Linked DNA regions of Sus scrofa: region 2 is linked to region 1. The links are chromatin contacts, called in public HiChIP or PLAC-seq maps. All regions are on one chromosome and are shown on one strand. Each heading gives the region's core, a stretch centred on a gene start, on an enhancer-like site or on the middle of the called end of the contact. The rest is flanking DNA. Distances are from core to core; before and after follow the strand shown. Region 1 overlaps DOCK10 (dedicator of cytokinesis protein 10). Region 2 overlaps NYAP2 (neuronal tyrosine-phosphorylated phosphoinositide-3-kinase adapter 2).

Evidence for each region. HiChIP or PLAC-seq counts read pairs in DNA pulled down with a chosen protein or histone mark.
Region 2: a contact with region 1 is called in an H3K27ac HiChIP or PLAC-seq map of alveolar macrophages. The contact joins two enhancer-like sites. A contact is called at or near these places in 1 of 47 Hi-C or Micro-C datasets (embryonic fibroblasts) and 1 of 2 datasets of contacts at active chromatin or transcription factors (alveolar macrophages).

What each region holds. Positions count from the first base shown.
Region 1 is chr15:126,682,153-126,688,769 of Sscrofa11.1, reverse strand. The region is part of intron 1 of DOCK10 (dedicator of cytokinesis protein 10); the gene reads left to right. Among named protein-coding and RNA genes, the nearest start is that of DOCK10, 26 kb to the left of the region's middle. Within about 2 kb of position 2,874, at least 2 of the 83 cell types and tissues checked have an H3K27ac peak or open chromatin away from gene starts, as enhancers often do. A contact at or near this core is called in alveolar macrophages, where this site is marked.
Region 2 is chr15:127,228,592-127,235,208 of Sscrofa11.1, reverse strand. The region is part of intron 6 of NYAP2 (neuronal tyrosine-phosphorylated phosphoinositide-3-kinase adapter 2); the gene reads right to left. Among named protein-coding and RNA genes, the nearest start is that of NYAP2, 200 kb to the right of the region's middle. Within about 2 kb of position 4,123, at least 3 of the 83 cell types and tissues checked have an H3K27ac peak or open chromatin away from gene starts, as enhancers often do. A contact at or near this core is called in alveolar macrophages, where this site is marked.

The DNA of each region.
Region 1 (6,617 bases), core at 1,625-4,124:
ACCCACAGAAAGGGAGCAGGCAGCTGAATCAGTCCCAACCAGAGAGATGGGCTTAGAGTGGTTAAATAACTTGCTCATGATTAGACAATTTTAAGTGGTAGGGGTAATTCTCAAGCTCCAGAACTCACAATCATAGCTACTCTGTTGTGAAATACTGTGTGTGTGTGTGTGTTTGTGTGTATCCATTACAACATCTTGCACTTTACAGAATCATGGAAAAACGCATAATGGAGGAAAATGCAAATTTTAATGTTATTGAGTGTAGAATCCATCCTGAATTGTGTTCTTATGTGACTGACTAAATGGAAAAGAAGTTTCCGTGACGGTTCATTAAAAAATAACTTATTGAAATGAAACTTTCAGAACTTGGTAGGACAGCCTCCATTATTTGATGTCTGGGTCCCATCTGTGTCATGTGGTGAACTTCCAACTGACTCCAATTCCCAAAGGAATTGTACCAGTTTTGTTATCCTGACACAGTGATTTATCTCTGGGAGTGTGCTCAAGAACCCTGAAGAACACAGATGCCTACATTTGCATGTTTTGGTGGAGATCTGGGGAAGAAATGGCAAACAAGGCAATAATAACAACAAACTCCTGTGCCTTTTTCTACTACCCTCTATCCCAACTGAATTAGGAAATCAAACTGAAAATTCAAAAAAGCTGAAATCTACCAAAATATATATGATTTTAGACCGGAAGTCACAATCTGCTGCAAGTATTTGATGTGCAAACTTCACCACGGAATAGAGTGAAACTCCACCCTAGAGCATGCAAGGTTTTCATGGATACATCCTTTCCAGGGTTTCTCTTTTTCCCACATTTCTCCCACTTCTCTAACATATTTTAAACAAATACAATTTATTCAAATAAACAGGAAGGGCAGTTTTGAATGGAGATGTTTTTGTAGTCATACCTTGGCATCCCGGGGTGAGTAGTAGAGCCATAGATTGTGGTTATGAGGCATTAGTATCTTCATAACTTTAGCCGAAATGAAGCACTGATGGACTAATGATTCACTCACTATTTAGCCCATGGCCTACCACTGCAGTCAGGTCCTCTGATGGACATGGGATATATTGCTGAACTTGACCTTAGGGTCCCTACCACATTGGCTATTCAGCACAAGACAAAGCTCTCCAGCACCCTCACCTTCATTAAACTCCCTTGCCTTTTGCCCAACACTCCCACCAAAAAGAAATTCCTGAAAGAAATTTCTGATTGTTTTATCTTTGCAGATGTGTTTAAAGCTGATGAATATAAACAGTCTATTTCTGTGTCACATTTGCATTCCATCACATTTATGGAGGTGTCTTCACTCAGGTTGTAAGAGGAGTGCGTATGTGTCTGAAACACAAGATTCGTGGGAATCTAAACAAATCCCGTTTTCTTTAACAGGAGGCAGTGCTTTAGTGTATCTTAGAAATTAGATTGCTGAAGATGGAGATTGTCCTAAGTGACAGCAAGTGTTGTTTCATTTATCTCATGTTGAGATGCTTGCAACACGTTTTTAGGAAGTTACATCATCTTACAATTGCCATCAAGCTGACAAATTGTCCCTTGGAATCTTAAAATAGCTACCTCTACTCAGAGGAGAGAAACCCTGCAGAATGCATTACAGCCATCAGTGTCACTGTTGTTCATACAAATATTATAATAAAGTCTGATTTTTTGGAGAACAATCATAATAAAACAAAGTAGAAGGGAAAGTTGCCTTTAAAATATTATATGTTGCTGAGTTACATTGTTTGGCAGAAAATAGAGCCTTTGTTTTCTGATTAGCTCATGATTTTTCTCCTGCTTTGCCAATATGTTCACCATATTTTATCCTGGTCTTTGCTGTGACTCATCTGTTCCACTCGATAGAATATATTGACCACAGATGAACATAAATGTATGTCTTATTCTCAACAAAATGTCAAGGACATACAATTAGAATTGTTATGGCTCCTCTTTTTAAAATGTTACATACTTGATATCGATTGCTAGACTATTCACTTATGAATCATGGCTAATGTGAGTATTATAGGAAAGCAAAATCACATTACATTGTTGGCAGTTTCAAATTATGAAAAGACATAGAGGTAAGTGCTGTGTCTGCCTAGACACATAGTTGGTTTTATGTTGCGTCTGTATTTCTGACGAAGCTAGATTCATAAGGAATTAAGGCACAAGAACACCATATGGAAAGCAGATTCACTTGTAATGGACACCCGTGTCTTCGGGGCTTCGGCTTGTTGGTTTAGCTTTGTCAATTGGTCACATTGGCTTATTGAAAGCATGGGAACTTAACCTAAATGATACTCAGATTTTGGCTGCTGGTCCTTAGCTTAATGATCGTGAAATCAGCAGACCATGCTTTGCAGAATAAAAACCAAACATGAAAAACTTCCAATCTTTTTGTCTGTCGCATTCCAGCCCAATACCAAAGCCAGGGCTCGGGGCTGTGTTTGCTAAGGAGCTCCCAACGATGAGAGGATAAACCGTCTGTGGCAGAATGGGAGATTTGGTGGCCGAGAAACGTGGTGCAGGCCACTGTGTTGGATAGAAAATAATAGGCATTGAACAGCTGGAGCCACATGGAAGCCAGGAGGGGAGTAGATGCCAGGAGTGGCAGGAATGGGTTTAAAGAAGAAAACCAGGCAGGAGCCTGGAACACTGAAGTGGGGTTGGCTTGAGGGTTTGTATCTGAGCCAGGAAAAAAAAAAAAAAAAAAATTAAACCCGGCTCTCTGGAGCTTTAAAGTTGCCAACCCCCAAATTCACAGTTGTCTTCTTTTTAGTTAACCATGAGACTCTGCTTCAGATCTTGGAAACCCAGAGCCCGAATTAGTTGGCCAGTGTGGTATTTCTCCATATCTGTTCAGGAAACTACCCCATCATGTGGTTCGGGGGACAGCCTTTACTCACTCGAAATCCCACACGTAATAAATAGCAGGGTCCTAGGGATATGAGGGCTGCAGCACAGGCAGAGAACCCCCTCTTCTTTTCCTGCTCCTTCTCCTCCTCCTCCTCCCCCTTCCTCCTCTCTCCTTCCCCTCCTTCTTCTTCTTCTGCCGCACCTGCAACATATGAAAGTTCCCAGGCCAGGAATTGAATCCAAGCCTTGTCTGTGGCAACACCAGATCCTTTAACCCACTGCACAGACCAGGGATGGAACCCGTACCTCAGCCTTGACCTACCCCCCTGCAGTGGGATTCTTAACCCACTGAGCCACAGTGGCAACTCCCACAGGCAGCCAATGAACAAAATATTAGAGGATTGGTGTCCACTGTGGCTCAACTCATAAGCTGTTTTCTCTCTTACATCATCACGGAAGTGTTTCAACAATTTAAAAGGAAAGGTATAGGGAAGGGATAGCCACTCAAAACCAGATTGTTGCTAATTGATAACAGAGCTTTGCATACATACACATGGCAGCTTGGAAAGGTCTGGAACTTCCCCCACTTTGGCGACGGCTTAATCCCCTTCTGTGAAACCAGCGGAATGCTCTGTCCTAGGGAGAGAACGATGGTTAAGACAGGATGCACGTTGCTCATTTTGCTCAGCTCCCTGATTCAGTCCTGCAAGGAATGGCAGCTCGCTCCACATGGATTCCTGGGCCAGGGTTTCTCCCTTCCACCTGTTCAGAAGCAGAGATGAGCAGTTCAGTCCCCACGCTTGCTATGACACCCAAAAGAGAAGAGAGGAAACTAAATCTTTTGTTAAAAATAATGCTTCTATGTGGTCTTTTTGTCTTTCAGGGCCGCACCTGCGGCATATGGAATTTCCCAGGCTAGGGGTCCAGTCGGAACCCTACTGGCCTACGCCAGAGCCACAGCAACACAGGATCTGAGCTGCATCTGTGATCTACACCACAGCTCATGGCAACACTGGATCTTTAACCCACTGATCGAGGCCAGGGATTGAACCCGCATCCTCATGGATGCTAGTCAGGTTCGCTAACCACTGAGCCATGATGAGAACTCCTAAGCTTCTATTTCTTTCATCAGCATCTTAATAGTTTTCAGAGTACAGTTCTTTTGTCTTTTTAGGTAATTTTATTCCTATTTATTTTATTCTTTTTGTTGTGATGGTAAATGGGAAAGTTTCCCTAATTTCTCTTCCTGATCTTTCATTGTTAGTATGTAGAAATGCAGTGGATTTCTGTTGTATTAATTTTGTCTTCCTGCAACTTTACCAAATTCATTGATGAGCTCTAACAATTTTCTGCTAGTTAAAAAAAAAAATGCTTCCTCAGGCACTGTATTTTCCTTTGAAAGTGTTTGAATACTGCACGTAAAAAGCAAGTTATTACATTGGTACAATATTCCTGAAAGCTTACTTTCTGTTGTAGAAAATCCAGTCAAACATGAGATGTAGGGCAGCTCTAACCTAGAGGCCTCCCCGCTGTGAATAGAGAATGCGTGTTATTCCAGCAGAGTAGCTGACCTGGAGAGGCAGCCCATGGGGCTGGCAACCAGACCAGGGCCTCTGTTCTCTGTTGGCCAGAATAAGGAAGAACAGATGCAATTATAAATAGAATTATAGCCCAAACCAGAATTCCTTGGATAACCCAGTCAACACAAGGTTTTGTTTGATTCAATTTTCTAGATGATTTCATCAATGATTAACCTAACTTTGTTAGTGGAGATCTGAAAGGAGAGCCAGCTTCAACATAGTCAGCAAGGCCAGCATTTCCTTTTGGCTTCTTTTTTTTTTTTTCCTTGAGTGGTAGACATTGCTCCAGTTATTGGCTTCTTTGGCTAGACAGAGCTATCTACATTTTTTTTTTTTTTTTTTCTGACAAAGCAGAAAAAGATTCCCTAAGAGACTGTTTAGAAATCTAAAAGAAAATGGATAAGCTGGAGACATACTCATGCTGAATAATGATTTTAGATGTTTTGCCCCAATGGCATACAAGGTCAAATCCGTCTCTGTCTCTGTTTCTCTCTCCCTGTTTCACTACAGTATTTTTTTTTATTACCCAAATGAATTTATCACATCTACTACAGTATCATTTTATTTCTGTTTCTTTCCATGTATCTTGTGACACTTGGCATGAACATGAGATTTCTTCCTTTGGTGGAGTTGTCTTCAAAAAATAAAAGTTGGATGGCTAATTCCACCCTGAACTGATATTTTTGATTCACTCATAATGTACATTCTTTGCAAATGCATATCAGAGGCCCACACATGGACCAAATAATCCGGTTGGAATGGTTTTCTTGCTATCATTTTTTAAAAATGAAATTACTAGATAGCAGATGTGGTTAAGAAATCCTTTTAAAAGTTTTTCTTGGTTTAATTTTAGTCTTCTTGGGGCTTTAGCTTGGAAAGTTAAAAATATAAGAGGATTTGCTATTTGGGAAAGAATATACATTTGAATAATACCACTGCTGAGATTTTTAATAAAATATTTGCCTTCTTACTCATATTGATCAACATGAAAATTTCTCTCTCTCTCTCTCTTTTTAAATGGCCGTAGCTGTGTCATATGGAAGTTCCCAGGTTAGGGGTTGAATTGGAGCTGCAGCTGCCAGCCTGCGCCACAACCACAGCAACACAGGATCCAAGTCACATCTGCGACCTACACCACAGCTGAAGGCAACACCCGAGCCTTAACCCACTGAGTGAGATCAGGGATCAAACCCAAATCCTCATGGATACTAGTTGGGCTTGTTATTGCTGAGCCACAATGAGAACTCCCCCAAATTTCTCCTTTTTAGTCAAAAACATTTAAACAAATACAAAATATGATATATTATTAACAGTGACCCTGTTTTGATCATGAACTCTAAGAAATTTTCTCTCTATTCTAAATCCAAATAAAAACAGAAAATCTTGACCTATAGACCAACTTTGTTATTTTTCATTTCCCCTTGTTGATTTCATATACTGAAAGCCATAGTAGGACATTTAAAAAGCAAATTATATGCTCTTGACGAATCTGTTAACCAAACCCATGAAAGCTACCTGATTCTAATGAAGCATGCCTGATAGAGTACAAACATGATAATACATAATGTTTTATGGTGTTTTAGTTTGCCAAGAATTTTAAGATGGGATTATTTTAAAATAATCCTATCTCATTTAAGCCTCAGCAAAAACTCAATAATGGGGAAACTGAAGCTTAGCATCTGAGTGAAATTTCTGACCCAAATGATCTTATTTTAGCAATTATTTCTTTCTACTGGGTGATATTTTATTTAGTTGACATTTCAAGTCTTCTCCTCCACCTTTCCTCTCCCTGTCAAGTGTAAAGATTTTTAAAAGTCTTCTAAATAAAAATAGAAATGCATCAGACACACAAAGCAGTAAGGGGGGGGGGGGCTGAAAACAAGAAAGAGTTAGGCAGCAGACTCAGAAATAGATCAGGAGTATTGGGCCTGAGTTTTGGACCATGGGTACTGAATGCACCTCATTCTAGGTGGGCATCTGAAACCAAGCTCAAAACTGGAAACCCAGGATCAGAAGGGAGGGCCACTGCCTTTGAATATGCCTGGTAGGAGCTGCCACCCCAGTCCCATTCCCAAGTGCCATATTCCAAAAACACAGCTTCTCAGCCTGGGCCAGCCTACCAGCTGGCCTGGATCTCTGAGCTCTCCAGTGACCATGTCATGGGGTCACCAGGCTGGG
Region 2 (6,617 bases), core at 2,874-5,373, 550 kb before region 1:
CCCTCACAGAGAGAGCAGAGGGTAGGGTCATATTTCCTTTTAGACAAGGAGCTGGCTGTCACAACTCAAGCCAGCAAATTGTCGTGATTCTCAAACCAGATTAATCTACTGAGAGACAAGTAAGATGAAGGTAGTGTCTGCATTATCTGAATTGTTGCCTAGTTATTTTTTTCCCCCCAAGGGAATCAAACAGAAAGTAGATGGAAATTCAGAATTTCTCTCACAAGAATGAAATCGCTATCAAGTTGTATTCGTTCCAGAAGCATTCAGGGTATCTGAATAGTATAGAGCATCATGGTCTATGCATGTATTTAGCAGAAATTAAGTTAAGGGACTGTGTGTGTGTGTAAACTCACACATGTAATTATGTATAGAATATAATAATTTATCTGACTACAAATCAGATCACATAAGACCCAAGCTTAAAACACATAGGTAGCTGTAGATACACAAACACACACACACACACACATATCAGTTAATATCACCAAATTCTACTGCTCGCATAGATTTAACCAATCATCCTGCTGGAAAAAAAAAAAAAAGAAATGGGAAAAGGAATATTAATAATTCAGACAAAACTCTACAAACTACTGGAGCACAGTCCAGTGTCCTTTCTTCCTGAATCAGGGTGAATGATGCTCTCTTACTGTAAAAAAGCAAGCACTATCTTAAGCGAACAGAGGGTCCTTGAAGGCAGAGGTTATCTGTCATCCCCTCACAGGGTGCTGTTCAAAACAGGTGTTTCCACAAGCTTACTGGATGAGTAAATGGCCAAACTCAAGAAAGACAAGCATCCATAATACTGCTATTTTATTAGGAGAAAAAAAGCACATGTATGATATGGTTTCTCAGGTACTCAGGAATGAATTTTTAGATCTATCAAAACAATCAGTTATCAACAACTCTCAGTCACGAGAACAGAAGAATTTCATGGGCTAGGGAGCAGAGAGAACACTTCTTTGAATTTATGAGCCAGGTTATTTGGGACATTGCATTTATCTTCCTAATCCTGTCTCCCGTAGCTTAGCTGGCTTTGTAATCCTGATGCCTGAGTTTAAAATCCGAACGTGGCCTCCTGTCATTTTTAGGTAAGACTCAGGTCCTGAAGGCGGCCAGTGCAGCATCACCCTGGCGGGCTTCTCCTGGAAGCCACTCTCCCACACACACCCTAGAGTCACAGGATCGTCATGCCTCCTGGGTCTTCTCCCTGGATTGTACCTGCTCCTGAATCACCTGCAGCATCAGTTCTCAAGTGATTAGGATGCTACACACCAACCATAAGAGGAAGCATAGTGTCATTTTCCTTGGAGGTTTTGTAGCTTGCAATTACATTTTTTTTTCAGATGCACCCCCAGGAAATGGAAGTTTCCAGGCTAGGGGTCATATTGGAGCTGCAGCTGCAGGCCTATGCAACACCAGCCATGGCAACATCAGAGCCAAGCTGCATCTGCAACCTATGCCATAGCTCACGGCAATGCCAGATCCTTAACCCACTGAGCGAGGCCAGGGATTGAATCTGAGTCCTCATGGACACTGTGTCACATCCTTAACCCTGCTGAGCCACAATGGGAACTCCTGCAACTATATTTTTAATTTTTGTGATGAATAGCAATCTCCCCTACTGGAGCATGCTCAGTGCTTGATAACTTTGTATTGGAAAAAAACAGCAGCATGAATGTATGGATGAATAGATGAATGAATTATTGAGCATGAAGGTGGAAGTAGGGAAACTCAACCCAATTAAATTATGAGAAGAGAGCTCTACTACAGGTCAGAAACCTGAAATCCCTTTTTTTCTTTTTGGTCTTTTAGGGCCACACCCGCAGCAAATGGAGGTTCCCAGACGAGTGGTCCAATCAGAACTGTGGCCACTGTCCTACCCCAGAGCCACAGCAATGCTGGACCCAAGCCATGTTTGCGACCTACACCACAGCTCACAGCAACTCCGGATCCTTAATCCACTGAGCAAGGCCAGGGATGGAACCCACATCCTCATGGATGCCAGTCGGGTCCCCTAACCACTGAGTCATGATGGGAACTCCTGAAATCCATTTCTTAATTTGAATCTACTACTTATCAATGAGCCTGGGCCATTTAATTGATTTCTTGTGAGCTGCAATCTAAATAATCAGATCATAACACCAACCTACAGCTGTATGGGTTTTTGTGAAGATCAAATGAAACAGCACTTATTTTAAAAGCTAACACATGGTATTTAAACTTAAAGAACTATTTTAAATGGGTGACAGATAATCAACAAGGGTGATATACTTAAATTCCATAATTCAGGCTAAATATACTTTGCAATAATCTTAAAGAAAATTTTGTAATTACATCAGATTCTGGGTTTTTTTTTTTTGGCTCTCTGAATCCATGGCATATGAAAGGTCCTAGGCCAGGGACAGAACCCAACCTGCAGCTGTGACCTACACCACAGCGGTGGCAATACTAGATCCTTAACCCACTGTACCACAGCAGGGACTCCCTGGTTTGTCTGATTTTTTTTTTTTTTTAACCTGTGGATTTATTTAACTATTAATTTGAACACAGAAGACCTCAAAATCCTTTGGCTCCTTCAAGTCACAGAAAGTCTTATTGAACTAATATTTTAAGTGCCTAGTTCCTTACATTAGTTATAATTTTGAACTTTATTTCAAGAAAGCCCTTCTCTCCTGGCCATTTAGGCCTGTTCCTGGCACAGAGTCTTTCTCTTTGTCTGCCTCCAGGTTCTTAGCCCTGTACCCTCTGCTTGGTTCCTACCATGTCTGCCCCCAGGAGGGTGGACGTAGGAGGAAGGAGAGGTGAGGCGCTAGGAAAGGTCTTTTTGCTAGGCATTGGCATGGGCTGTGGTGTCTCACACTCTGGCATAGCAGGGAAGGACAGAGAGGTGAACACTCTTCTTGGTGTGCTTTCCTGAGTACCCTGAAGGCCACCTCTCACCAGAAGATCTGGTGTTGGCTCAGTGGTCCTCCTGTGGATGGACCTTGCCCTGTCCTGCAGAGTCCTTGCCACTCCGGGCAGTCACGTGACCTCAGCTATCCAAGGTTTTTCTCCATGGCCTCATCCAGTCCATGGGAAACACACCTTACTCACCTCTTCAACTTGTCATCAGTGGCTGGAGACTTACTTGCCAAGCAGTTATCTGCTCTGTGTCCCTAGGCTATCCAGCTAACCTCCCGTACTTCTTCTTCTTCTTTTTGAAATGGTGTCCCTTCAATGACTAGAAACAAATCACAAGATTGCAAGATTTCCATGTGGTCCCATGAAAGTCTCTCTCTCTTGATGTTTCATTGGGGAGTGTGGGGGGGGCATTTCTCCCTTCTCATCCCTCCTCAATAAGAAATAGATGTTCACCTCTCTCTCTTTCTCTCTCTCTCTCTCTCTCTCTCTCTCTCACACACACACACACACACACACTCACACAGGTTATTTCAAAGTCTCTCTCATAGCTGGTTTCTAGCCTCTCCACCTCTAACCCCTCTCCTAGGATAGAGAAGAGTTCAGTTAAGAACAATGACAGTCACTTTGAACACCTTCTTTCCAAGGTCTGTTTCTGTGCTCTGGCTTTTTGCCTTGGAACCCGAGAGGCATCACCCCCCATCATTTCATAATTAGCTGGCCGAATTTTATACCCTGCTTGTTCATGTTCAAACCCCAGAAAGACACACGTTGCCCATTTAAAATGGTTAAGACCAAGTTCTCCTTTTCTGGTTGTTTCTTAAATCCATAACACCAGTATCAGGAGAAATGCAAATAAAACTGTTTCTCTGGTGAACACAAATTCTAGCAGCCAGGAGTCCTAGTTTTCCGCAGAGAAATAAAAGCAAGGCAATTAGGGATATGCCTTACACCACTCTCCAAAGACTCTCCAAGGGAGAATTCTGTTATGTGTTTACTACTAGAATTCAGAAAAGGAGAGTTCAACTCTAGAGTGTGAAATTAGTGAGCAGAATCTAGCAACCGAGCTGGCCAGTATTCCCTGAGGAATAACCCAGTACCCAATTAGAACTAGGAAGGAGCAGATGCAGAGAACTGAGTTCTGGTGCCTGAGCCAATAGTAAAGAATGACAGCCTGGAGGATCATAGATGCAGAAAGCCCACAGCTGCCTGCGGCTGTTGCGGAGCCAAGCAGGAAGTTAGTCAATACCCCACAGCAAAGCCCGAATGACAGTGGGGACCTGAATTCTACCAGACTGGTTTGCACTTCCTATTGCATAATAAAAATGAATGTCACGGAACTCATAGTCTCCATCAAGACACAGGCTCCTCACAGGAAACTATAACAGCCAAAGGCGATGCTTTGAGAAGTGGGGTGGTGGAGCAAAAGATGGGAGAGTGGGTTTTCACTTATTTCTTCGACTTTTTTTCAATGAGAATGCTGAACTCATATAATAATAATAATGGTAATAAATTATTTCCATTTAAGGGAAATGAACAAAACTGACACAATGGCTAAACTCATTGAGTTAAAATGACACTCACTTGGTTTTGTTCTTAGTCCATAGATCAGGTGGATGGTTCTTCTGGGCTGGACTGAGCTCACTCATGCACCCATGGTTGGCTGTGGGTCAGGTAGGTGTCCCTGCTATTTCTTGCTGCACTTTCTAACGTGTTTGGGGGTTGGCTGGCTAAAGGCTAAGGACTCTTGGCTTTCTTCCATATGTATCTTATTTTCCAAGAGGCTAGCTCAAGTTTGTTTACATGGTGGAGTAGGGTTGGAAAAAGCAAGTGGAAGCATTCATGGCCTCTTGAGGCTAAGGCTCAGAACAGATACAAGGTCACTTCCATTGCATTTGATGGGTCAATGGAAGATGCAAAGCCAAGCCAGATTTAGGGCATAGGAAAGAGACCTCACTTCTTGATAAGGAGCTATTAAAGCACTTTACAAAGAACACAGATACAGGAGGAGGAGAATGATTGGGAATAACTGGGACAACTACAGCATGCCAGAAGTCCCTGGCCACATGAAAAATACAGAAGAGGGAGAAGAGGATAGGGTTTGGGAATTATGTTGCCATATTAAAATGTTTACTACTGATCAGGTTCTAAAAGTTTACCTTTTTCATCCACACTTCTGGGAGCGACCTGTAGAGAACACGCTATCTATCCCCTCTTAATTGCCTGGTTTTTACTTGTCATGCTGGCACAAAATTTAATACCACTTTTTCCAAGAAGCCTGTCTGAATGACAGTGAATAAATCATATGATCGGGTCCAGCATGTCCCCCCATAACATTCATAAGAAATCTGGTATTTTATTCTCTGTTTTCTCTGCTGGACCAGGAGCTCTGGGAGGGTGGGATCTGGTCTACCACATTTACCTTGTGCCCCTTGCACCCCCAGCACCTAGTTCCTGCATGACACAGGATAGATGCTCAATAAATTTTTGTTAAATAAACACAATGGAGGCGTTCCTGTCATGGCGCAGTTGAAACGAATCCGACTAGGAACCATGAGGTTGCGGGTTCAGTCCCTGGCCTCACTCAGTGGATTAAGGATCTGGCATTGCCATGTGCTCTGGTGTAGGTTGCAGATGCGGCTCAGAGCCGGCGTTGCTGTGGCTGTGGCGTAGGCCAGCAGCTACAGCTCCTATTTGACCCCTAGCCTGGGAACCTCAATATGCTGTGGGTGCGGCCCTAAAAAGACAAAAAGACCAAAAAAAAAAAAAAACCACAATGGGAATGAATATCTGAATTAAGAGATGAATGAGGAGCTCCCCAGTGGCCTTGCAGTTAAGAATCCAGCATGGTCACTGCTGTGGCTCAGGTTTGATCCCTGACTCAAGAACTTCTGCATGCTGTGGGTGCAGCCAGAAAAAAAACACGATGGATACATGTCAAGTTGAGTTTTTATTAAAGAAACCTGTACATCTGCAGATGTTGATATTTTCTTGTTATTCGCATATCCTTGCTAACGTGGTTTTAAATCCCATTCGTTGTTACCAAGCAGAAAAGAAACACTGTGAGGAATGAAGATTACTTCTCCAGGAGTTCCCGTTGTGGCTCAGCAGTTAACGAAACCAACTAGGATCCATGAGGATGCAGGTTCAATCCCTGGCCTTGCTCAGAGGGTTAAGGATCTGGCATTGCTGTGGGCTGTGGTGTGAGCTGTGGTGCAGATCGAAGATGTGGCTTGGATCCTATGTTGCTGCAGCTGTGGCGTAGGCAGGCAGCTGTAGCTCCGATTTGACCCCTCACCTGGGAACTTCTGTATGCCACCAGTATGGCCCTAAAAAGCAAAAACAAAAAAAAACAAAAAAGTTTATTTTTTCATAGCTGTTATATAATGCAGTAACCAAGTTGTAAAGTCTACACCTGATACTTTCTCCAAACTTCATAAGTGCAGACTTAAAAGAATCCAAAAATGCCTTTACACTGGCCTAAAATCTTTGTTGGAAAATGCAAATAAATGAAACATGGGCTGTTGCACTAGCCGTCATCCTGTAGCCAATTATACTCTGTGTAACTAAAGAAAACCTTATATTTGCAACGAGCCGAGCTTTCCAAAGGAAACATTCAGTCTTCCTAGAAAAAGAAATCAGAGACCTTTCTAGTAAAATTGAATATGACCAGAATGAACAGTGGTCTACTAGCTATCATAAGCCAGATTTGTACC